Regions from separate parts of the Mus musculus genome. Here region 2 is linked to region 1. Evidence: chromatin contacts called from public HiChIP or PLAC-seq data. All regions are on one chromosome and are shown on one strand. The core of a region is the stretch at or near the end of the contact, and the rest is flanking DNA. Distances in the headings are between cores, read along the strand shown. Region 1 overlaps Mgat5 (mannoside acetylglucosaminyltransferase 5). Region 2 overlaps Mgat5 (mannoside acetylglucosaminyltransferase 5).

What was found. HiChIP or PLAC-seq counts read pairs in DNA pulled down with a chosen protein or histone mark.
Region 2: a contact with region 1 is called in an H3K27ac HiChIP or PLAC-seq map of microglia, with 10 times the contacts expected there. The contact joins two enhancer-like sites. A contact is called at or near these places in 1 of 15 datasets of contacts at CTCF or cohesin (large pre-B cells), 4 of 484 Hi-C or Micro-C datasets (Th2 cells and embryonic stem cells), 3 of 115 datasets of contacts at active chromatin or transcription factors (double positive thymocytes, large pre-B cells and microglia) and 2 of 9 other capture datasets (embryonic stem cells and liver).

What each region holds. Positions count from the first base shown.
Region 1 is chr1:127,288,484-127,296,283 of GRCm38.p6, forward strand. All of the region lies in intron 2 of Mgat5 (mannoside acetylglucosaminyltransferase 5), which reads left to right. Gm51747 (a long non-coding RNA gene) reads right to left here. Exons shown (of 3, transcript XR_003948722.1): 3 at 7,398-7,800. Among named protein-coding and RNA genes, the nearest start is that of Gm51747, 7.9 kb to the right of the region's middle. Within about 2 kb of position 2,363, at least 51 of the 459 cell types and tissues checked have an H3K27ac peak or open chromatin away from gene starts, as enhancers often do.
Region 2 is chr1:127,465,725-127,472,712 of GRCm38.p6, forward strand. It overlaps Mgat5 (mannoside acetylglucosaminyltransferase 5), which reads left to right. Exons shown (of 18, transcript NM_145128.3): 15 at 3,468-3,584; 16 at 5,777-5,851. All of the region lies in intron 1 of Gm41947 (a long non-coding RNA gene), which reads right to left. Among named protein-coding and RNA genes, the nearest start is that of Gm41947, 10 kb to the right of the region's middle. Within about 2 kb of position 4,592, at least 20 of the 459 cell types and tissues checked have an H3K27ac peak or open chromatin away from gene starts, as enhancers often do.

The sequences.
Region 1 (7,800 bases), core at 1,113-3,612:
ACCTGTGACACAGGTCTACACTTCTACCTACAGCTGTTCTTTTCAGAGATCCACTCAGGAACACAGGATTCATGACTTCAGTGCAGAGATTTATAGGATATAGCCAGTATGTAGCAGAGTTGAGTTTATTAAGGAGCAGTTTTAAAATGGATTTAAACACATGTGTTAATAGGAAGAGCAGTGCCCAGGGAAAGGATATTCTACCCTCCTGTATTTGTGGGCTCCTCCAGAGAAAATTGCTCCTAAGTTTCTAAGCGGTGTCCATGTATAGGATTTTAGTGGTTTCCGAAGTTAGTGGGCTCAAAGGTTTCTTTTTTCCTTTCTTTTTTTTTAAATTTATTTTTAGATGCACTGGTGTTCAGCCTGCATGTCTGTGCATGGGTGGCAGAGCCTCTGGGATTGGGGTTATAGATACCTGTGAGCTGCCGTGTGGGTGCTAGGAATTGAACTTGGGTCCTTTGGAAGAGCAGTCAATGCTTTTAACCACCAAGCCATCTCTCTAGTCCCACTCAGGATTTCTTCTAATAGACTTTTATTTTCTTCTTGTACCACTTATCTGTAAATAATATCAAAGGGTCGTTCCTGGTGTGCCTTGGATAAGATTTCGTGGTTCACAGAGTGTGTGTGTGTGTGTGTGTGTGTGTGTGTGTGTGTGTGTGTAAGGGGATGCTCACATGTGGCATTGTAACAGAGTTTATAGTCTTCCTGGTGAGATTCTTAGAAAACCAGAAAAGGGGAAAAAACATGCTTAGGCCATAGGCAGGGTTTGTCCCTTTTTTACCAATCTTACTGAAATATCATATATATATATATGATAGCTTACTTTCTAAAGTAGATATACCAAAAGAGTTCCAACGCTTGTTCTACCTCTCTGTAAAGTGGCTTGCTGGGGGCTGCAGAGGCCACCCTGCATGCAGTTAAGAACACTTCCTCCTCTTGCAGAGCTCAGTTCCCAGGACTCTGTGGAGCAGCCCCCAAGGGCCTGTAACTTCAGCTGCAAAGACTCTGTCGCCCCTTCTAGCCCCCGACAGCTCCTGCATCCAGGTGCATATGCCGTCACACAAACACACACATGGCATACATGTGAATCAAATAGAAATGAATCTACAATAGATTATTGAACATGGACTTTTTCACTTAAAGGAAATACATTGTAGCTTCTTTTTGGCATATCTGAGTTGCCAGTGTCTCTATTCTTGAATTCGGGGATATTGTTAAAGTGAAATAAGTAATTGGAACATAAGCACTGGCTGTCTGAGAGAATTTATTTGAGGACTAAGATGGTCACAGAATGACCACTGGGCAGGTAGCACATGCGTTATGGATGTAGGATAGGTAAATATGGTCCACATGTGGCGCTGGGAAAGTTCCTCACACTATTTGGACTGATTCACAATTTGCAACGTACTGGCTGGTTCTGGCAATGTAGCTTTAATACACTCAGACCGTGGTTGGGTCACAACAAACTGTGGAAAGGGGACATGATGGCAGTGGGCCTATGTGTACTCTCAGGTGATACCAAACCAAGACCTGAGCACTGGTAGGTCATTGTAAGGGATATGGCATAGCTGAAAATCATTTTGTGATGATTCTTACTCTTGGCTGCTTGGAATATTCCCTGAGGACTAACTGACTCTCTCCCTCTCTCTCTCTCCCTCCCTCCCTCTCTCTCTCTCTCTCTCTGTATGTGCATGTGTTCTTGTGTGCCTGCATGCATGTATATATGTTTTTGTGTGTGTATGCATGCGTGCATGTATGCTTTTGTGTGTGTGTGAATGTGTTGGTGTATGCTTGAGTACATACGTGCGTGTGGAGGGATAGATAGAGGTCAGCACTGGGTGATTTCCTCTGTCAAGCCCCATCTTCCTTTCTAAGATACAGTCTCAGTAAACCTGTAGCTTGTTGCTTCTGCTAGGCTGGCTGGTCAATGGGTTCCAGAGAGCCACTGGTCTCTCCCTTCCCAGTAAGAGAGTTACAGGTGTACACCACCTTGCCCCCCAGCTTACATGCACACTGAGGATTTGAACTCTACCCCTCACGTTTATACCGCAAGCACTTTACTCACTGACACTGAGCCACACACTCCCACCCGTGGGGACACATTTCAGTTTAAGACTGTCTCTGTTTCAGAGACCATTGATGCTACGGTGGTCGTGATGAGTGTAGATTTTGCTAGCCACTACTTATTTATTCTTGTAAAGTGGATTATACCCCCAGGGGCTTGCCAAGTAGAAATCTAAGCCTCATAATTCTGTCTTGCGATCTTTTTATGTAAAAAGTCCACACTGTCACAACGGGTTTGATGCTGGAGAACACTACAGATGTTTATGCGTTTTGAGTCTGGGATGATGTCATGGTGAGCTGTTCTTCCGAGCCTGTCTGTGTACCGTGTTGCCGTATCCTTGTTCATTTGCATTGTGAAATTTAAGGGCACAAAGGCAGGCTTTGTTAGTTTCTTGGTTTTGTTTTGGTCACGGTTCTTAAATATGGCGTCTTCCAGAGAATGACTTGCTTCGGTGGCTTCAGTGACTCTGAGGAGTGTGTGTTTACTTTTGAAAAGTCAATATTGTGACAGGGATCCTTCCGTTTTCTAGGGACCGACCCAGGGAATTTGTTCTGTGGGTGCGCACTGTATGCTTGTGTGTGCTCTGAGCTTGCCTCCAATATATTTATGGAACTCAAATTCAAGATAGGCTCCTTTGCTTTCCTTCCCTCCGTACCTGGGTCTCAGTGAACCTGGAGTTCACTGATGTAACTAAGCTGGCCAGCAAGGGAGCCTCGGGGAGCCTCAGGGAGTTTCCTGCCTCCACTTCCCTGAGGCTAGGATCACAGGGATGCACCACTATGCTTCTCTTTATTTGGATGCTGGGCATCTGAACTCAGGTCCTCCTGCTTGAACAGAAATTAGTCACCAAGCCATCTCCCCAGCTCCAGGAAATACCCCAAAGTAACAGTCACAATCATTCCTGGAAACAGGGTTTGGCCACCTAGGGCTGCAGGACTTCTTCACCAAAGGTAAGGGACAAGATAAATTCGGTGTCAGTTACCGTGGCATTCTGCTGGCGCTTGCCTGTGTTGTCTATGCTTCACATGGACGTTGTGTGCATCCTGGAGACAGGAACTGAAGAGCACAGGGTAAACCAGAGCCTTCCTGGGAATAAAATGTGGTTAGCCAAGGCGGGCTGTGTGGTTTTAGGTTAAACAGGAACTCCGGAAGGTGCCTGGGGCTCCTCTGAATTGTCAGGAGACTTCTTCAGTCATCCAGTTCTCACCAAAAGCCCAGTGCCAGAAGCAGCAATTTGCAAATTACAACTCTGTGTAGTAGTAGACATCCTCCACAGTTGGAAGTTTCTAGAACTTTCCAAAGCAGGTTGAGGCCTTCTTGGGGCTAAGACTTGAATTTGGATTTGATTACCCAATGTCCCTCTGCCATACCATCTTGCCTCACCACTCACACAGGCACTTGACTTCTGGGCCTCCTGAGCCATTTTAGAGCAGGCTCACAAGGCTGGCTTCAGTTCTGGCTGAGGAGCTGTCCCTTGAGATGTGTCTCCAAGTGAAGATGTTCAGACCACATATGTTGTGGGTCTCTTGCTGGGTGCTAGCCTCCTCAGAGCAGGAAGGGTACTGTGGTCTGAGGAGAGCAGGAGGCAGCCTGGTGGAGGCTGCTTACATGTGCTCATTCTATGCCACTCTCATCTCCTAAGTTTGTGAAGCATGACAGTTATTGGGAGCTGTTTGTGTTGGTTAGAGATCTTATATGATGACAGAGACATCTGGGTCATCCTGGTAATTGACTACGGTCACTTTGTTCCTTATATGGAGTGATTAAGATGAGTGCCATGAGTTTGAGGTTAGCCTGGGGTATAGAGCAAAACCCTGTCCCCAAAAACTAACTAACTAACTAGCTAACTAGCTAACTAGTGCTAACATTTTAAAGTATAAAAATTTAACCAAACTGTGTTTTTCTGGTGGTGATGGTAGTGTTTGTGACAAGAGAGTGATTATCTGTGGTTTTCTCAATTTTAATTTTTGAGGCCATGTTTGTTACTACACCCAGTGTTTACAGATTTGGCCAGACAAGCTAATGAGTGAACTTTAGGGGCCCTTCTGTCTCTAGGGTCACAGCTTTTCTGTGTGAATACCAAGATTCTGAACTCAGAGTCTCCTGTTTGTGTAGGCAAGGACATTGAGAGTTTAACCATTTCTTCAGCCCTGAGTTTTCTGGAAAGTTCATGAAGTCTTACTCCAGTTATTCAGTGACTGGAACAGACAAGAGGCTGCCCTTTTACATAGATCACATTGTCTGTGTTTAACAAAGCCCTTCTCTTCCTTCTTAGACCTCTTTCTTGTCCGTTTACTAACTTATATGTGGTAAGGTGGATCTCTTAGCTTAATAGATTCTCTAGTTATGATCAAGGCTGCCGTTCTTACCTGGCCCTAGATGAATAGGTTAGTAAACTCAAAGAGAAAGCGAGCTATTCTTGTATCTAACACATATTCCAAGGTGATTCGATGCACACGTAGAGTACCCTGATGTGACCATCACACCAGAAGGAAATGAATTGGGATGACAGCAAATCTGACCCAATTGATGGAGGATGTCACAAAAGAAGTTCGTTGTTAATTAAGCTCCTAGGTAGAGTCAGGCCACTCTAAAAAAGCACACATGCAAGGGCATATTCACAGCATGTTTGCCAAGGTATTGATAAACTCCCCCAGGTCCAACTGTGCTGATAGCAACATCTCGGTCAGTGTGCTACTGAGTGCGGTCATTTTTCCTCCCTCGTGTGTGGTGATTATAAAAATTGTTTAAACTGGGATCTAAATCTAGTGGTCGTAAGGCGTGAGTGACACAGATTTAGTTTATTTGAAGGAAGGGAAAAAAAGGGGAGAGAGAGAAAGTGCAGTTAAAATTAACTCTGGTGGTTTTCTGTCTGTCATTATGACTTCATCCAGCTGTAATTGTCTCTCTATAAATCAACCGTCTTTGCTGCCCACTCCCTGGCTCCCTCCTGCCAGAATCCTATTCTCGGCTATACATACCATCCTCCTGGATTGTTATAAAACCCAAGTAGCTAGTAAATGAAAACCTGATCTTTTCAATGGGAAGTTGAGGAAAAGGAGACTCTGTCACCGCCCCTTTTTGCTGTGTACAAAGAGGTGTTGGAGATGGGTAGTATTTATTCTTCTCATCATGATAACCACAATTGCTGACCAGAAGCAACATAGGAAGGGTTTCTTTCCACCTTACATTCTGGGAGGGCTACAGTCCATCATGGTGGGTAGGCACCACAGCAGGAGTGTGAGGTGGCCAGTCCCATTGTATCCCCTGTCAGGAAGCAGAGTGTGCACATGAACTTGGGTGGGGTTATAAAAATCTCAAGGCTCACACCCATGTATTTTCTTGTATTTCCTTCAGAGAGATTCTACCTCCTAAACATACATAGACTTCCAAGACAACACCACCAGCTATCTTGATATCTGAGCCTAGACATATGAGGCAGTATTGTTTGTTTGTTTAGTTGGTTGGTTGGTTTTGAGGTGCCCTCAGTTTGCCTTTTGAATGACAGTGTGGCTTTTAACATTTCTTTTACCATATTGTTTGTTTGCATTTCTTTATTTTGTATGATGTATGTGTATGCATACACGTGTGTTCCTCTGTGTGTGTGTGTGTGTGTGTTCCTGTGTGTGTTCTCAAGCACACAAAGGCCATAGCTTGTGGGACTCACTGCCTGTTGTGTGGGTTCCAGGGATCAAGCTCAGGCTGTCAGGTTTGGTGGCAAAAGCCTTTACCCAGGAGGTACCTACCAGCTCTGTTTATTGACACAGAGTCTCGTGCATGTGTATTTCAGGTTAGTCTTGAACTTCCTTATGTAGCCTGAATACGGCTATGAATTGTCAATCATCCTGCCTTTCCCTCCCTTCACATTCTGGAAGGCCAGGTGTGTACCTGGAGCCTGGATACAGGACTTTGTGGATGCTATGTAAATGCTCTTAACAGAGCTCTATGCACAGCCCTTACCGTTTCTGTTTTTAAGGGCATTAAATAAACTGTGTATTTACATGTATGATCACCCATCACCCTTTGTGCCAGGAGAATCTGAAAGAGGAGCCTTAGCCGAGAGCTAGGTAGAGCTGGACGGCACATGACATTCAGAAGTGAACTAGTCACTGGCCATCAGGAGGGTTTTGACTGTTACATACTGTATACCAATGAAAACCATTTCTATTCTTAATGGTCTGCTGGTTAAAGGCAGGATGCATTAGCGAAACGGGTCAGAGTAAAAAGGATTGAGGGCTCTGTCAGTTTCTCTTGAGATTATCTTACATTTAGCAGAAAGTTGCATTATCACAGCAGAATTCTTTGGGCATGCATTATAGCCTCTTTAAAGAACCGAGTTTTTTTTTTTTTTTTTTTTTTAAGAAATAGAAAGTATTTGTTTTTAATAATGTTATCTCTTCATTTATCTGAATCAAAAGCTTTACACTTGCAGGGAGTTCCTTCTAGAGACGTGCTTTAAGCAACAGCTGGAGCCCTCCTGTCTACTCCTGGCATTCGGAATCAAAGCAGAAAAAAAAAAAACCCGCACAAAAAATTAAAGTACACGAAGGGAGTTGGCAATATGAATTAATCTTATACTTCCCTGTGAACTAAAGGCACACTACAGCATATGCCTTTAATCCTGGTGCTTGGAAGAGAGAGACAGGAAGAGCTCTGGGATTTGCTTGTTAGGTGGTCTCACCTACAGGTTGAGTTCGAGGCTAATGAGAAACCTGTTTAGATGAATGGATGGGTGGGTGGGTGGGTGGATGGATGGATGGATGGAGGGATAGATGGATAGATAGATAGATAGATAGATAGATAGATAGATAGATAGATATACAGACAGATAGATGATAGATAGATAGATAGATAGATATACAGACAGATAGATGATAGATAGATAGATAGATAGATAGATAGATAGATAGATGATAGATAGACAGACAGACAGACATGTACTGTGCCTGAGGAGCAACAGCCAAGGCTGACCACCACCCCTCCTAACTTTCTTGCATACACATGCACACATCCTCACGAACACATATATAACCTCAAAATATAGTAATATTTTTGTATCATTGTATAAATACAGTAATTTAAGGCCAGTCAGCAGCAAATAAATATGAAAGTACACTGTGGTTTTACTCTTGTAGATCAGAATTGGAAGGTGTCATGTGGCTATGACTCCCTGACCCTCGCCGACTCAGTCCTTCACACACCTGAGTGATGAAGACAGTCATGCATAGGCTTCACATTGGGGTGCAGAAACCCTGCTCACTTTTAATACAGGAGAACTGCAGTCTCCCTGCACTGAGTTACAGCCCTCCCCCAGAGACCTCCTCTTGGCCACTCTTTGCGTCCTCCTGGGAAATAGATTATATGTCTGGCTCAGCAGTAAGTCCAGTAGAGTCTTCGTTTTATAAACCACTCGATCCGTTTTGAAATCCAGGTACATGAAATCCAAACAGTGGGCAGTTTGTGTGTGTGTGTGTGTGTGTGTGTGTGTGTGTAGGTGTGTAGGTTTAGCTTAAGACCAGTAATCGAGTCTTGCTTTGGATCTGCCTTTGGTTTCTACACTGGATGCATTCTAATGATGAGTATGTATACTTGGAGCTGACTTTGTGGCCAGAACTTACACAATTAAATGTTCGCTGTTGTGCTTTAAATGAGCAAACTGTAACTTACCCTTAGTCACTTGGAATATTAGTAGATTGGCTGTCAAGATGAATGAAACGGGACTGGTAAAGTGTTTG
Region 2 (6,988 bases), core at 3,342-5,841, 180 kb after region 1:
GCCAGGTCAGTGGGTAGGAGCACTTGCTGAACAAGCAGTCACCTGAGCGTTAACAGTACAAGCCTCCAAGGCGTGCACTGCCTCTGGTGCTGTAACAGCAGGGGTGGCAGGGTGGCAGGGGTGGCAGGGGTGGCGGGGAGCAGAAATCACTGGGGCTACCTGGCCTGGCAGTCCAGCTAAAAACAGTGAGCTCAGGTCAGCGAGAGACGCTGTGTCATGTGAATAACAGGAGGAGTGCCACGGTCAGACACCCAGCATCTTGTGCTGGCCACAACACACTCCCAGAAGCATACACCTGCACACACAGACGTAGATACGTTCAGTAAATGAGTGAGTAGGTGATCTAATGCATTCATAAATAGAACATATTTTCTCTCCAGAAATGAAATCTGCAAGTAACAGGACTTGCCTGTGCAGATCATTTTTTTTAATTTCTAATATATAAAAAAATACAAAAATAATTTCTAGGAAAATAATAGGTATTTCACTCAGTATTATGTGCCAAGAATTCTAGTAGACGATGGGATGTCTGGTTTGTATTTAAGAGGAATAAAACATTGGGCTGCACACTGTCAGCTTGTTTTCTTATGTTTGACACTATGAAAAGGGAGCCGAGTATAATCTGTGTGCAGATCGCACACGTGTACACAGCTATCACCAGGATGACATCTGCCCACAGAGGCTTGTTCTACTGGAGCATCATACCCTGACTGACATTGATGGTGCTGTAACATTTTTCTGAAATGGTGACTGTTCGTGGATAAAGTCTCCAATAAACCAGGAGAAGGTCCAGGGAATTCCCACCCAGCATATGAGAGGCACTGGGTTCCAGCCCCAGCCCTGCCTAACCCTGTCCCCCCTGCGCTCTGGAGGTGGAGGTAGGCACATCAGAAGTTGGAGGTTACGCTCACCTATGGAATGAGTTGGCAGCGGCAGCCTGGGGGTACATTAGATATTAGCCGTTTTAAGAAGACATTTCCTGGGGCTGGTGAGATGGCTCAGCGAGCAAGAGCACTGATTGCTCTTCCAAAGGTCCTGAGTTCAAATCCCAGCAACCACATGGTGGCTCATAACCATCCGTAATGAGGTCTGACGCCCTCTTCTGGTGCATCTGAAGACAGCTACAGTGCACTTACACTGTAAATCAATCAATCAATCAATCAATCATTGGGCCGGAGCAACTGGGGCCAGAGCAGGCAGAGGTCCTAAATTCAATTCCCAACAACCAGATGAAGGCTCACAACTACCTGTACAGCTACAGTGTGTACTCATATACATAAAAAAATTAAATAAATCTTAAAAAAGAAGACATTTCCTGATCTGTATGGTGTATGCTAATTACACTCCTGGACAGCTCAGTGGGTACTCTCAAATAGTCTCAGAGAACTCCATTCCAATGAGTCCACACGAAATCCCAGCAAGGCATTTAAAGGCTCTCTGGGCTGGTAATGGAGTAGATGGTAAAGACCATCTTGATATAGTCAGGGCCCTATGTTCAAAATCAGTATCAATCTATCAACGAAAGTTCCTTGGAAAATGACAAGTCTTCTATGTGTACACCAGCCTGATGGTATTACTATGTGTCCCTGGTCCTCACCTAAAATACCTCTACAAATATAGAACAGGTTCTTGTGTCCACTGCTGCCTCTGTGTGAGAAGAAAGCGCAGGCGTAGACTTCCGACAAGCCCAGAGTAGCCAAGAGACATGCTTGCTTGCTTGCTTTGGCTGAGCTTTTGGTTTTGTAATGCAAGGCCTTCTATAGTCCACACTGGCTTCAAACACACTGTGCATAAGGGTGACTTAACTGCATCTTCCCTGGTCTTCCTGCCCTTACCGCCTGAGTGCTGGGATTACAGGCACACACCACCATCCTGGTTTTATACAGTTCTGCAATGGACCCTGGGCCTCTGTGTCTGTGGGTCAGGCACAGTATGGTAGAGTACCTCCTTGGCCTCCCTAGCCTCCTTCAACCTCCTCAGCCTCCTCAGCCACACTTTGTTTCACATTTACTCTTGGGGAGGGAGTGTGCGTGTGCCACAGTACACTGGAGGCTGGGAGTCGGTCCTCTCCTTCTAGCATATGGTGATTAAACCTGGGGCATCAGTCCTGACAAGTGCCCTTCCCCGCAGAGTCATCTCAGAAGACAGCCTTTAGGAGGGAGACTTACGCTTTGCTTTTCTGATTCTAAATTGTCCTTATAAATCCTCTGCTCTGTGGCTGGACAGATGGCTCAGTGGTTAAGAACGCCTTCTGCTCTTCTCAAGGACTAACGTTTGGTTCCCAGCACCATGGCAGGCAGTTCATAACCAACTGCCTGTAACCGCAGCTCCAGGGGGTCTTTTCTGGTTTCTGTAGGCAACTACCTACACCTAGACATATACATATATAGGTACATGCACACACACATAACTTTTAAAAATCAATAAATTTCATGTTTTGGTGGTGTTATGATTATTTCTGAAGCCATTTGAAAGTTTCTTCTGATGACATAAATTCCCTCACCATCATTCCCATAATCACTATTGCTATGCCTGGGTAATTTTCCAGCCATTTAAAAAAAAAAAAAAAAAAAAGGTTTAATGGTGTAGTCCCAGGTTGGCCTGGATTTTGTGATTTCCTATGTGTGCCTGCCAAGTAAAGAAATCACAGGCATGTGTCACCATGCCTGGTTCACGGCTTTGATCTTTATTATTTTTTCTGTATGTACCTGTCCATCCTAGCCAGGAGAATAGATGCTAAATTTACGGAGGTGATTTTTGGCTGAGACTAAGTCCCCAAGTGCCCAAGATACTGTAAGGTTGTACTGCTGTGACACAGTAACCAACAAAAGGGAGCTCAAAGAGGGAGGCGTTAGTTTGGCTCATACTTCAGGGGTACAAGTCTGTCCTGGACGGGCAGGCAGCAGGAGCCTGAGGCAGCTGGTCCCATGGCAGCCACAGTCAGGAAGCAGAGAGATGGTGGATGGTGCTGTCTGCTTGCTCGTTCTTTTTTTATATAGTCCTCTACGTTGGCCCAAAGGATGGTACTGTCCATATTGGGGTGGGGCTTCCCTTCACAACCAACAAAATCTAGAAACTCTATCAGACATGTCCAGAGGTTAGATCCTGTCAGTCTGACAATCCATACTGACCACCGTGGAAGGCCACAGGCCCTGCTCAGTGATAGAGTGCTGACTTCCTGTATAGAGGCCCTGAGTTCACCTAGGAACAGCTGTCTGAGCTCTTTGTTATGACACTGTTCTATTTCCAAATGGGCTTCAAAAGTTCAAGACATCACTCTATTTTTTTTTTTCTATCTGCCTGTTAGAAGGTTTTGTTTGCTACAGGGAGGACAAGAACGCTTCATCTCCTGTTTAAGTTCAACTTGACTTGACGTGTAAAGACAGAATGCCTTGTCTAGCCCACACCTTTATCTGAGCAGCTGTGCATCTATGAAACTAAGAGGCAGCATGTCTTCTGTCTTACAGCTGACATCCCAGCATCCTTACGCAGAAGTCTTCATCGGCCGGCCACACGTCTGGACTGTGGATCTCAATAACCGAGAGGAAGTAGAAGATGCAGTAAAAGCCATCTTAAACCAGAAGGTTGCTGTTTGTTTGTTTGTTTGTTTGTTTGTTTGTTTGTTTGTTTGTTTTGTCTGTTTTTCCACCTGCCTGCATTTGACCTGTGCCCTGGAACACATGTGGGACATTGCAGTCCCTTGCTGTCAGTAAACAGAGCAGACCATAGCCTAGCCATAGCATCTGGCCTGAGGATTTTGAGGAGGCTCTGGGAGATACAAAACAGCTGGTGGCAGATGTGGGCTTGGGTCTCAGACCCTGCTGACAGGCCTTTTAGGCTCATGGGTCCCAGGCATGAAGAGAGCGGCTAGAGTCATACATGTTCACATGATCTAATCCTGTCCTTGGAGAGATCTGTAGAAAATTGGTAGCTTATCCTACCTAACCCAAAAGGGTAAAAGTTATAAAGTAGGGTGTGTATGTGTGTGCATTTACATGTTTCTGTGAACTTGGGTGTGTTACACATGCATTCACATGTGTGTGAGTTCTCTGTTGCTCTCCACTGTATTTTTCTTGAGACTTGTATTTTTCACTAAGTCTCAAGCACATTGGCCTGGCAGGCTGGCCAGTGAGCTCTAGCGATCCACCTGTCTCCACCTCCAGCAGCAAAATTGCAGACATGCCCCACCCATGAGACACTTGGGGCCACAGATCTGAAGTTGGTCATTATCCCCAGTCTCATAGTTTTCTACAGAGTATGGTCTCTTTTTCTACCTAAACATGAGGTAGAATCTTGTTAAAGTAACCATTCTAGACGTATCTGATCAGTTTAAAAAGCATTGCTTAAATGCCTTTTGTATACAGGGCACTCTCCAAGTCATTCTGGGAAGACAGGGGATGTCTGTGCCCACCATAGATTGAGCTGCCCCCCAAACGTCTGCCTCCATAGGGAGTCTGCCATCCTGTGGGAGTTTAGTTTGCCCAGGACTGCTTTGGAAACTCTGAGGCACAGCCTCCCTGCCTTCTCCTCTCAAGCACCTTCCCCTTTGGTTATTTCCTGTTTGTGTAAGTGAGCTGTGAGGCGATCCGTAAACACAGACTCAAGAAGGAACTACTAACGGTGGTCCTCTGCCCCATCACCAACAATGCCGTGGGCTCCATATAGATGGACTGCTGGTGACTTCCTCTGACATGTGATCTCCACTTCCTGTTATGTAATGCAGAGGACACAGGTGTCAGGGTGCCAGCTGATGCCATGTAGCAGAGCCCAGTGCCATCTTTCCTGCCCTTCCCTCAGATGCCTCAGTGGCCATCAGAATGCTTCCTTCATCCCATGATCTTCTCCCTGTCCCCCTTCCATGATATTTAAGCTCCTGTATAGAAATCACAGGGCTATTGTGAAGCCATAAACCACACTGTACCTTGTCTCTCCAGCTCCCAATCCCAAGCTTCGGTTCTCTCGTATTTTCATATCATAACTCGCCCTCTGGACTAAGGCTGATCCGCAGCTGGAAGAATACTTGCCTAGCATGCACAAGTCCTAGGTTCCATCCCCAGTACCAAATAAGCCAGATATAATACCACATGTCTGATTCTAGCATCCAGGAGGTGGAGACAGGAGGATCAGAAGTTCAAGGTCACCCTCACCTATATAGCAAGGCTACCAGCTTAGACTATATAAGACATTTTCTCAGAGTAAAAGAAGTTCAGCCCTCCTAAGGCCTCTAGCTGAGCTCCATGGTCTTGGCACTTCATCCCTTTGGTTTGTAGCGTGAGTTCTTTGGATACATTCCCACCTCAACCACTACTGCAGACCAGCCCTTTCTCTCTCTATGCGTCCCTCAGAGCAGCGACCATGTCTTCATTCACCTGATGTTTGCTAAATCCCTGCACTCTGCCCAGCCCTGGGGTGCTGGTGATCCACAGCCATAAGCTTTATCCCACATGGTCCACCTACTAGCAAGTGGTAATGTCCACCCTTTTGAAGCCCTACTATGTGCTTGACACTATCCAAGCAGTTTCCCATGTACCTTCGCCACAGCTTAACAGAGAACAGTTAACGACTTAACACAGCTTCTTCTTGCAACTTGTTTACACATCAGGTACCTAAGACTTTGGGGAAGGGAGTTTGTTCAGGGTCTAGAGAGGAGCACAATGGGGCCTGAGCCCAGTCTGTCCAGTTCCAGGTCTGTCTGTAGTTTTAACGCTCCTGTGTGAGAACTAGTAAGTACCTCGTGTCCCATGTCCCCTTTCACAGTGCCCTGTTGTTTCTGCAGATTGAGCCGTATATGCCATATGAGTTCACATGTGAAGGCATGCTGCAGAGAATCAACGCTTTCATTGAAAAACAGGTAAGGCCTTCCAAAGTGTGTGTGTGTGTGTGTGTTTGCACGTGCGTGCTATGTCCCACTTCCTGTTTCCCAGCCCTCACTTGGTGCACTTCTCTGGTTAGTTGCCTGCTTTGGAAAACTTCACGTGACTCCATGACAACTCGTCATTTTTAAATGTTGCACTGTCATGGTCACCCAAGGGAGCCAGTCTTCCCTTGGAGTGTGTTCTCCAGGGCAGTGAAAGGTCATATGGACACTGACATTTGAGTGGTAAAGATGGCCTCCTTCCCGAACACTGGATTGTACCCTGAGCAGACCAAGGCATCTTGAGGACCAAGAAGGGTGAAAGACAGTAGCTCTCAGTCCTGCCTTCATTTCTCACACCACACACACACACACACACACACACACACACACACACACACACAAAAGCAAAGGTTTGGGGTCTGGAAAGATATCCCTAGTCAGTGAAGTGCTTGCCTTGCAAGTGTAGGGATCTCAGCTTGATTCTTAGAAACACATTTGAAAAGCCAGGCATGGAAATACACACTGGTCATCTCAGTGCTAGGGACAGGGAAAGCCCTGGGATTCACCATTCTAGCCTCCTTGGTAAGCTCCAGGCCAGTGAGAGACTTTCTCAGAAAACAAGATGGGCAGAGCCTGAGGAATGCACCTTATGTGAATGTACCCATACGCCCATGAATACTCTCACGCACACTCAAATTCAGGGATCAAATCCATATTTTCCAAGTGTTTCTTTAAGGGTAAGAACGCAGCAGCTCTAAACATGTTAGGACTCTGGAGTGGTTTTCAAACCAGGTCCCCTTTCAGATGGAACCTTCTGTGAAACCCAGGCGTGTGCCTCAGAGGTGAAGGGGACAACCGTCACCTCAGAGGTGGAGGGGACAATCATCACTCTGGTCCTTTATGGTGTTTGAATTCCTTGGGCTTCAAAAGGAACACAGAGCCAGAAATAGACAAAGCCAGAACCCCTGTGGGTAGGAAAATCTGAACTTCTTGCCCAGCCCAAAAATACAGGGTTCTCTTTATAGGGCAAAAATGGAATATTTAAGGGTGATCAAGGGCTCTCTGCACAATGGGGATACGAGCTGCAGAGCTGAAAATAGAAACGGTACGGGAGAAACATAAATCTAGACT